Regions from separate parts of the Sus scrofa genome. Here region 1 is linked to region 2. The links are chromatin contacts, called in public HiChIP or PLAC-seq maps. All regions are on one chromosome and are shown on one strand. Each heading gives the region's core, a stretch centred on a gene start, on an enhancer-like site or on the middle of the called end of the contact. The rest is flanking DNA. Distances are from core to core; before and after follow the strand shown.

The links. HiChIP or PLAC-seq counts read pairs in DNA pulled down with a chosen protein or histone mark.
Region 1: an H3K27ac HiChIP or PLAC-seq map of alveolar macrophages shows a contact between it and region 2. The contact joins the promoter of TMEM230 here to the promoter of RASSF2 in region 2. A contact is called at or near these places in 2 of 2 datasets of contacts at active chromatin or transcription factors (alveolar macrophages and skeletal muscle).

Annotation. Positions count from the first base shown.
Region 1 is chr17:14,132,939-14,138,323 of Sscrofa11.1, reverse strand. TMEM230 (transmembrane protein 230) reads left to right here and starts at 1,967. Exons shown (of 4, transcript NM_001244345.1): 1 at 1,967-2,033; 2 at 4,576-4,696. The coding sequence starts at 4,598. It overlaps PCNA (proliferating cell nuclear antigen), which reads left to right. Exons shown (of 6, transcript NM_001291925.1): 5 at 1-85; 6 at 173-578. The coding sequence ends at 252.
Region 2 is chr17:13,818,660-13,824,112 of Sscrofa11.1, reverse strand. It overlaps RASSF2 (ras association domain-containing protein 2), which reads left to right and starts at 1,384. Exons shown (of 11, transcript XM_021077866.1): 1 at 1,384-1,549.

The DNA.
Region 1 (5,385 bases), core at 718-3,217, 310 kb before region 2:
GCACTGAGGTACCTGAACTTCTTTACAAAAGCCACTCCACTCTCTCCTACAGTCACACTCAGTATGTCTGCAGATGTACCCCTTGGTAAGATAATGTATTTGTTGAGTCTTGTTTTGTAGGTAGTGTATGTGGTACTTCTCAGTAATTAACTATGTTCCTATTTTCTTTCAGTTGTAGAGTATAAAATTGCTGATATGGGACATTTAAAGTACTATTTGGCTCCCAAGATCGAAGATGAAGAAGGGTCTTAGACATTCTCAAATTCCAAGAAAATTAAACTAAGCTCTTTGAGAACTGCTTCGGTGATGCCAGCACATACTTAATTAAGTCTCTTCTTTGTACCTCTGAGTACATATGTAGATACTGTTTTCTGTAAATAACCTGTTTTTTTTTTTTCCTCCATTCTCTACAATTTAAGTCCAAAGTCAAATCTGGTCTTGTTAGCCTAGAAATACTCATTAATGATTTTTATAAACAAAAGGGTTTTGACTCTAAATACAGTTTTAAGTATTGTTTTCACTTTAAATAAAAGTCATTTGAATTTCAAGCATCCCAGGACAGTGCCTTCATTTGGACCACAATGGTTGCAAGTATCCTAGGGAAGTCACAATTCAAGCAACTTTTTCATGTAAATGTGTTTTTTTTTTTTTTTTTTCCAGTCAGCTTGTTATGAATTAGATATAGCAATAGAAAGTATTTAAAATACAGTAGGTGACAAAACACTTGCCAATCTTATTTTGGTATTTTGACTTGAGCTCAAGAAGTGCAAAGGGGAGAGTAGAACAAATCTTATATATTTTGTTGTCATTTTTGTTACTAACACTTTACAGAAGCTTAATGTACCTAAAAAGTTCTATGGGCTTTGTAAGACTAGCATTGTTATAGAGCAGTGTGTTTCTTTAGCCTAGGGCGCCTTGTACAGGAGTATTGGAAGTTTTTGTAGATGTGTGATAGGGCCCAAGGAGTGTGTTTGTGCAAAAATAATTTCTCTAGTGTAAGCCTCCTTTTGGAGGACTTAACTCCTTTTAAAGGATGAAGATGGCTTAAATTCCATAGGTGTTGAATTCAACCAAGAAAGTGAGAAGGCCTGGCAGTAATTGTGCTACAAGGTCACAAATTGGCATGCTGCATAATGAGAATTGCTTTATTGTTCTTTTTCTAGTGTATTTTGTGGTTTGGCGTATTATATGACTGGTTTTTGTTATATCTGCGCTGAGTTCTAGTTTCTGGATCCTCAAACTTCCTGTGCCCTCTGCAGTTTGTCTGGGGCATAGGGAAGGAGATTGGCTGCAAAGGGCCCAGATAAATGTTTTTGGAGTGATGGAAATATTTTTATCTGCACTATGGTGATAGTTCCAAAACTATATGCATTTGTCAAAACTAATCCAATTGTACTTTATTATATGTAAGTTATACTTTAATAAACCTTGACATTTTAAAAAACGATGTGTTGCCAATGTCCCCCATGGGCTGGCCTCTTACCCAAGTAAGGCCTGGAGGAGAGAGAAACACAAGAAGTGGGGTGCGGTATAGAAGGGCAGAAACGGCCCCAGGGGGAAGGCGGCCAGCCCTGGGCTTAACGGTGTGCTGACAGTTCCGGGCTTTTGGCACCTTTGCCGGCTAGGCTTCCGCCTCCCGAGGGCGACACTGACGGCGCCAGAGGGGCGCGAAAGAAACACGTAGTCGGCTAGCCCTGGGCCTGACTGTGACCCAGGCGGCCCGACTGCCTAGGTTCCCACCGGGTGGAGGTAGTCAGCAGCCAGCTCAGGTTGCGGCGCCTCCTGAAACCCAACGTGGCGCGCTCCACCTCCGCAACTCGTTGCTTTCTGCGGGCCAATCACTCGACCGTAGGCCGGAAGCCGGAACGAGACGGCGTCGCTCCTGGTGACGCCACGCCTGGCACGCCAACTTCCCGTATGCCGTTTCCGGCGCCCCGCTTGTCGGAGGCGGGGCGGCAGTTGGGGGAAGTGTGCCATGAGGCTTCGGGCGCGCTTTCTGCCAACCGTGAGCGAGCTTTTGGCGCGGGGCTCCGGTAAGGCCTGCGGTAAGGCGTGCGTACGGCTGGCAGGGAGCGGAAGTGCCCGCTTGAGGCTCGCGGCGTGGTGGAGACTGCGCTCCCCGCTGACATCCAGCCCTGAGTCCTTGCTGTGGAGCGTTCGCCCGCCTGAGGCAGGGCTGGCTTCTTTCCAAAAACCGGTTTTTGTTTTCCGTCTAAATTCGCCTCGGTTCTGTCTCTTGCTGGCTCGGTCTGGGCGGGCAGGGAAGTAGCGTGTGTGGAGGCGAGCAGGCACTGTGTTGAGTGCTTTGCTGTTGCTCTTAACATTTCTTGCTACTACATTCAAGTGCTGAGGAAGTGTTGGGCTTGCGGTGGGACTGGTAAAAAAAGCTTGCTGGGAACTTGACCTAGTACTTGGAAAACGTTGATTTATTTACGTTTGCCTTTCGCTTCTTTGCCACCAATGAGAATTCGTCTCCCCTGTCCTTCACGTCCTGCATTTCTTTATGTTTTGATGAGGTGTATGAATAGTTAATGGAAGTGTATGTGAATTTCTTTTTTTAAACACTAATACAAATCAAACGTGATAAATGCCCTCAAAACCCCCACATACTGGTAGTCTGGACTTTTAAGTTTTATGGAATTAAATTTAGATCATCTTGTAATTGGGTTCTCAACATTTAAAAACCTAGTGATTGACGCAGTTTGATCCAGCCGTTTTAGAAAAGCCAATAGGTTAGCATACTTTCTTTTTCAATACTTGATTTCTTCGACAGCATGTAATTATTAAAAAGGAACGTGAGCATTTAGCACCAATTCCTTTATAATGCTAGTTTAGGTTGACTGCAGGTCACTTAAAACAGCTCATTAAAAAACATAAAATAAAAAAATCCCAGCTCATTAATATCCGGTATTAAGTATATATAAGGCACTTAAAAAAGCACCTGTCAAGCTAACACCAGGTAGTTGTTAGCTGCTATTATAATGACGATTGTTTGCAATATGTCATACCAAAGGAAGGGTGGTCTTTTATGTTTTATGGGTTTTTTTTTTTTTTTTAAGTGTTGCCCTTTTTGAAATAGTTTTCTTTTTTAAAGATATGTTTCACTTTTAGAAATCAAATAGCTTCATGATCAAAGTAGATTTACTTGTTTCATTAACATTGTGATTTTTGTAGAGGAAAAGTACACAAATGTGTTTTTCTTTTTAGGGCCACACCTGCAGCATATGGAAGTTCCCAGGCTAAGGATCGAATTGGAGTTGCAGCTGCCGGCCTACAAGGGATTAGAGCCGTATCTGCAACCTATGCCGAAGCCTGTGGCAATGCCAGATCCTTAACCCATTGATTGAGGCCAGGGATCGAACCTGCATCCTCACAGACACTGTGTTGGGTTCTTATCCCACTGAGCTACAATGGAAACTACCTTTTTTCTTTTTTTTCTTTTTTTGGACTCTCCTTCAGCATTTGGAAGTTCCTGGGCCACAGCATCGACCCAAGCCACTGCAGTGACAACCCACTGCACTACAAGAGAACTCCCAAATGTTTTTCAAGGTAAATGTCAGTGTTTTTTAGTCTTTTATTTTTTTTTATTTGCTTTTCAGGGCTGTACCTGTAACCTATGGAAGTTTCCAGGCTAGGGGTCAAATTGGAGCTACTCCTGCTGGCCTATACCACAGCTCACAGCAATGCCAGATCCTTAACCTACTGAGAGAGGTCAGGGATTGAACCCTGCCTTCATGGATACCAGTCAGGTTCATAATCTGCTGAGCCCCAACGGGAACTCCCTAGTCTTATTTTTTAAACTGGTGACATAGTAATCATGATTTCATTACTATGGTCAGCTTTGAACAAAATCCAGATATTTATTCAGGGTTTTTTGTTTGTTTGTTTTTTGGTTTGTTTATTTTTTTTTAATGAAGCTGTAGAAGTAACCTGGAAAGTGAAAATGATTTTCAGTGCTTGGGATAGAACAGAGAGGCAGGCAAATCAGAGGGCACTGGTAGCATACTGGTAGTCAATAGCTTATCCCAATTTACAACAAGAATCCTTACCAATCTTTTGCGTTAATAGGGTATTATCTATCAGAGGGAACAGGCAAAATGTTGATGTGAATGTATTCTATTCCCCACCCTCTCCCCTCTCTCCTTGACGAATAAGAGGATCCCTTAAGTATATGCTCCCCTTGCTTTTTCTAGAAGCAGGGACAGGGACAGGCAATACTCTACTATAGCAGAATGGTTGAAAATGTGGCCTTTGATGTCAGATGGACTTGGACTTAAGTCACCACTCTTTCACCTATTCTCTGTGTGACTTTGAAAAATTTAGGAGGCAGAAAAACATTGGTGGCAAAGTAAACATGAGGTCCGGTCCTTGGCATATGTCTTGACTCTTTCTCTACTAGGACACAGCAGAGTAGATGTGTAAGAGTATCTTTTCACTTTGTCAGAGGAATATCAGGTTCTAAGAGCAATGAAGCCTAAATAGCCAGTTGTTAGTATGACACTGCAGCCCAAACTGCAGTACACATAGCAAACATTGTTATCACCTGCAGATAGTAATGCTTTTCTTTGTTTTCAGAGTGTAGCTGTGTCAACGTGTTATGATGCCGTCTCGTACCAACCTGACTACTGGAATCCCCAGTAGTAAAGTGAAATACTCAAGGCTCTCCAGTACAGACGATGGCTACATTGACCTTCAGGTAAATGCAGAAGGGAGCTGATGAGATTGGCTTGCTCTTTTTCTGCTGAATTAGCAGAAAGACCTTCCAGGTGGAGCTTTTGCTAAGCATTCCTAGCAAGAAAGGAACTCAGCTCTGAGACTCTTTCAGCCATATCCTGCAGAAGGAGGGACCATAGCAGAGCAGTTTCCAACCAATATAAATATTGTCTATTCTAAGAAATTTTAGTTGTAACGCCAGAGACCAGGAGGGACAAATTTTACTTAGTTTGTCTGGAAGTAATCAGATTGATTGTTGTTAAGTAGAATTTTTTTAAGGATTATGTCATTAGTTTATTTACACTTTAGTCAAAACCAGTTCATCTTTTAAGGGAGAAACTAACTGCTAAAGCCAGCAGATTGTGGGACTCTTCCTTCTTTCCTGATGTCATGAGATCCAATTTATTAAAGGTATTCTTTGTGGCAAACAGTAAGTAAAACAAATAGTATTTATTAAGTTTATGTTTTACCCTGATCACTGTTTATAAAATACTTAATAATGTAGCATAGTCTGCCCACTTCTCCTTAGAATAGAATATTCTATTTTGGAACCGGGACCAAGGAGGAAGTAGTAAGAACCCATCCTTATATTTATTTTTTTTAATTTTTAAATTTTTTTTTGGTCTTTTCAGGGCTGCACCCCGTGGCATATCCCAGGCTAGGGGTCTAATC
Region 2 (5,453 bases), core at 135-2,634:
GTGCTGGGCCAGGGATTGAACCTGCATCCCAGCGCTCCCAACACTTTGCTGATCCCATTGTGCAATAGCAGGAACTCTGAGAGGACTGGACTCTTTTTTCTTTTTTTCTTTTTAGGCCCAGGTCCCCGGCATATGGAAGTTCCCAGGCTAGAGGTAGAATCGGAGCTGCAGCCTCCAGCCTATGCCACAGACACAGCAACGCTGGATCTGTATTTTAAAAAACAGGTCAGGGCTCCCTGCAGTCTAATTTGGACAATGTAAGCCCACCTGTGGCCCCAGTTGATTGGTCATAGGATGGTCACCTGACCCAACATGAGCCAATGAGCTGCTTTCCTGGGAGACTAGAGTAGAGACTAAGAGATTCTAGTTCCACGAGTTTGCTTTCTTCAACAAGAAGAAATTTCTTAATTTCTAAGCCCCAATGATGAAGTGATGGCCACCCTTTGTCATTTGTCTGGGGTGCAGGGAAGGTCAATCTGTGATAAAAGAGAAGAGTTGGATTCTCAGCTTTCTGGGTTATTGGAAGTCCCCCAGTTTCTGGATTTGCCTCTTACCGAGCTCTCCCTGCAGTTCTGACCCTGAAGTTATAGGGAAATTCTCATGTCCTCATAATACATTCCCCTTAGAGTGTTCCTATTACCTGCAAAGCAAAGAAGCTTAATTAATACAGAGTAGTAATTCCAAAGTGTGGGGTGGGAGAGGGGAAATTAATGATTGAACTTTGTGTTTATACAGCTCAAGGAAAAAAAAATTTTTTTTTTTTTTTTTTTTTCCTGTAGAAAAGACTGATCAGTGGTCTCCTTGTTCCAGGATGGCTGACACAGTTTTCAGCACAAATCTTCAGCTGCATTTCGGGTTCAAAAGACTTTTGTGGCCAGCCTGGGAAGCACATCACCATTTACAACATTGTTTCTAAGGGAGACACATTCCAAGATCCAAACAATGAATTTATAAAGAACGTTTGGCTTCCAGGAGGGATGAGCTGACCCAGCTGTACCCTGAGGGTTGTCTACCCATTAACCCTTAGTCCCCCATTCACCCCAAAAAGCCTGGGGACCAACTCTGGAGGGCTGGAGTGTGTGTGTTGGGGGGCGGGGAGTGGGAATTGCGATCAGAGCAGGGGAACAGCTAAGGCTCCCCGCATTTAGGGTGCTCCAGGGCTTCCTGTGCACTGAGAGCCCCTGGAGGTCTAGGGATGGCTAAGAGGGGGAGGTGAGAAGAGGACAAAGAAACTTGCCCTCCTTCACATTGCTGTCACGTCTGCCACCCTGCGAAGTCCAAGGGGCCTTGCTCAGCTCAAACCCTTTTTGGAATAAGCAGGTGTTAGAAAAAAACCCACTTCCTCCGCCTTGCTCAGCTCAAACCCTTTTTGGAACAAGCAGGTGTTAGGAAAAAAAAAAAACCCCACATCCTCCGCTTGAAGAATCCACGACGCTCGAGTGGCCTTCTCAGGGCAGCGTGACTGTACTCTGGAAGTGGCTGTCACCGCCCGGCGCGTCGGGCCAAGACCTCGTCCCTTTCGGAGAGGGGCCGCAGAGAATGGGGAGAGGTGAGCTAGCTCATCTTCCCCACCCCCTCACTTCTACCCCGCCACCCAAAGCCGGAAGAGGCGCTGGCAGCCGGAGCCCCGACTCGCGGGCGGGGAAGGAGGGGACGCGCAGCCACAGCTTTGTCTGGGAGGGAGGGGAGAAGCCCCGCCCCCCCGGGGGGGGAGGGAAGGAGGGCGGGAGTGGAGGGGGAAGAAGAAAGGCGAGGGCTGTGGGGTGGGGGTAGAGAAGAGCTAGAGAAAGGCGGGGAGGGAGGGCGGTCTGACCCGAAAGGGGCAGATAAAGGCAGAGGGGCGGGCGAGCGAGGAGGGGCTGGGGGTGGTGGTGCTAAGGGGGCGGGGCGCCCGACCCCCAGTTGCGCGGCTGCAGCTCTCTCAGCCCCGCTGGAAGTGAGCCGGGCTCGCCGACCGCTGGCCGAGCAGCCCCCCAAACCCGGCCGAAGCACTCCCACTTTCCAACTCCACGGTCCCCGCAGCGCGCGCGAGATGCAGCCGGCTCGGGACGCAGGCAAGGTTCCGGGCGCTGGGCGCGGGGAGCGAGGCTCCGGGGGCGAGTTGCGGGGCGCGAGGTGTGGTGCACTGGGCGGCCCTCTCTCCTCTGTCCCTCTTCCGCCTCGCCGAAAGTTTTCCCGCGGTGTCCCCTGTCCCGTCCAAGTCAGCCCCTCAGTCCTGGTCTGCCGCTATTCTCCTCCCTCCTTCACCAGAGGCTGGGGGTTCCCGGGCGTGCGGACTCCCCAGGGGCAGCGAGGGCGCGGAGCACCAGCCCGCCCTCCTTTCGCCGGAGAAAGTTGTGGCTCCGGGCTCGCCTCCCCCTCCGACCTTTGGGGGTCCATCCTTCTCTCCGGGCCAAGGGCGACGTCAGGAAGGCACTCCCGCCCCATCCCCGAGGTCCCTAGGAAACCCTGGAGAAAAGGTGCTGGGTGGCAGGTGCCAGGATGGCAGGCCCCGACAGCCCTGGAGGGTGTCCGACCCCAATCTTGTCTCCTTCTAACCCGTTCAAGGCACGTTTCGCTGGAGGGTTCCAGCCTAGAGCAGGGCGCTAGACGCCTAGGGGCCCTGGGTCCTCGTGGCACTTCCTCTTTGCCGGCTCCCGGGCCGCCTCCAGAGTTGATATCCGAGGTCGTTGGGAACCTCTGCGTCTTCTCTCACCCGAGAGGCAATTGCTTTGGGCCGACCGGGCCACTTCTGCATTTTGAGCGCCTGCGTTGTACTCAACTCCTAAGCTGGCAGAGCCCTGGGGACAGCAGAGAGGCGTGGTGGTCTGACCGGGGAGACAGAGGGTGGGTTCAATCTTCCTGGGGCTCTTTGTGGGCCCTGGGTTGTTCACCGCACCTTTGCCCCTCGGTGGCAGGAGCTGAGCGCCAGGCTTCTGAACGCTGCAATGCACTTTATTCCCAGGTGGGCGGAATCTGGGTCCCTAGAACTTATACTCCCAGAGAACAGAGGCCGTTTCTACAGCTGGATAGGTGTATAGTAAGTACTTTACATGTAATGAATGAATGAATGAGCCAATGAACTGACAAATAACAATTCCTGTCACAGTTGATCTTAGTACAATGGGAGGAAAGAATTAGAAACAATGATTCTTTTAAACAGCTGTGGGACAGAGCCTGGGCCTTTTTTCCAGAACAGCTGATTGAGGAATCCAGGGTTGGATTTATTTTACTCCTAAATTCACATTTACTTTACTTGGAACTTTTTCTGCAGGTGGTCTGAGGAATTATCATAGCTAAGCTATATTGTGTCCTTTGAGGAGAGCCCTTTTTAAAAAAAAAACTAAAGCAAAAACTTGTGTCCAAATGCAGTGTCAGTCTGAGAGGTGCCGGTTTGGAATCAAGAGACCCTGGAGTGGGGCCATGACTGTGGGCACCAGCTGTGCTTTCTCATTTGAATAGGCCAGCCTGATGCCTGGCAGCTGTGACAGTTCAGTGGGGTGGGAGTGGGGGGGTTGTACAAGAGGGCCTCAAATGATGGCTGAGCTTGGAGAGGTAGGGTAGCTTGAAAGAAGCTAGTTTTTGCCCTGGGAAAAGGAGATGAAAGAGCATGCAGTCTGCTCAGGCAAATGGGAGTCTGTGCTGGTTCAGTTCATGATTCCCTGCGCAGAGTAGGCTGAAAGGTGAGTCTTGCTCCTCCTTCAGAAGATGGAAGAGCAGAGTTCTCACTGTGGCTCAGTGGAAACGAATCTGACTAGTATCCATGAGGATGTGGGTTCCATCCCTGGCCTTTCTCAGTGGGTTAAGGATCCAGCATTGTTGCTAGCTGTAGTGTAGGTTGCAGATATGGCTTGGATCCGGTGTTGCTGTGGCTGTGACTGTGGTGTAGGCTGGCAGCTGCAGCTCTGATTTGACCCCTAGCCTGGGAACTTCCATGTGTCTCAAGTGTGACCCTAAAAAGCAAAACAAACAAACAAACAAAAAAAACAAACCAAAAAACAAAAACCAGTGTAAGAGCAGATGTGGAATATTTAGGAGATAGGATATTTGGAGAGCAGCCTAGGCATTTTCCACGTTCCTCTGTCCTTATTTTTATTCATTTTTATGCTTGTGAAATCTGGTTAGAATGATGAGGGATGCCTTTGGGTGGCCTGGCTAAGAGGAGGATCGGGGTCCCTAGTCATACCCTCTTTCAGGGAGTACACTTGGCTGAGTGGGCCAGGGCCTGAGCCGTTTTTACCCGGTGCTGTTCTTCCAGCTGGCAGCATCCCCATCTTCCTGCGGATGGTCTCATTCTGCCCCAGAGTCCACTTCTCTGCATCTCTCCATGGCTTCTCTGTTTTAGGCTTCAGGTCCTCTCTCCAGGTTGTGTTATCTTAGGGGTTGGTCCCAGGTGGTAGACAACCCTACACCTTGCTTTCAATCCCTCATTTCTCCTCCTTGCTCTTGTATCCTGGCCTACCTGGAACTGATCGGTCCCTGGGTTTTGCTTTGGTTTCTTGGTCTATTTTCCGGTGCTCCAGAGCCAACCTTCTTGTCTGCCTTCCATGCGTGAGATGCTTAGGAATGGCCAAGAGAGGTGGTTGGAGAGGTGCCCAGGACCAAGTATCCTGGCACCTCTGCAGGAGTGCCAAGGGCTAGACTTGCCAGAAAGAGGTCCTGTCACCAAAGCACAAAAGGACCGGGGCCTAATTATTTCCTTCAGTCCTCTCTAGGATGCTTTTGGCAGGAAGTGTTCTCACTGGGAGGTGGGATGAGGAGATGGGACCAGATTGTGAGAGAATCCCTCAGAGAGCCTGGGAGACTGGATGATCCCAAAACAGTCTCAGGGTTTATCTGCATTTCTCCTCCTCTACCCAGACTAAGAAACGGGGCAGGTCTCAGCAGTGTCCTTGGAATGGAACGTGACATCCAGTCTCTGTCTTCAAGCCATAGTTGTGGAGAGCTGCTCCAGCTGGGTTTATAAAACCAGGACAGGGATCCCCTCCCGTATCTCCCCGCCCCTCCCACCACTCTTCAGAATATGGTCCAGTTATTTACCCCAGTGACACACTGGGCTATTTAAACACCTCCCTGCCTCTCCCGAAGAATTTTAAATGAGTCCTTAAGGCTGGGTGAAGCTACCACAGGCCCATGATTACTGGTTTCATTTATTTGGCTGTTTGAGGGTTCCCACGGGGGATGTGGTAGGGAAGGCGGAGGTTGGGAGGCAGAGGAGAAACAGGGCACAAGGAACAGGAACATCCTCCAGACTTGATTGGCTAGGTGGCCAGGGGGTCATTTTTATTTTTATTTTTATTTTTATTTTTTGCCATTTCTTGGGCTGTTCCCAGGCTAGGGGTCGAATTGGAGCTGTAGCCACTGGCCTATGCTAGAGCCACAGCAACGCGGGATCCTTATCCCACTGAGCAAGGCCAGGGATCAAACCCGTAACCTCATCGTTCCTAGTCAGATTCCTTAACCACTGAGCCACA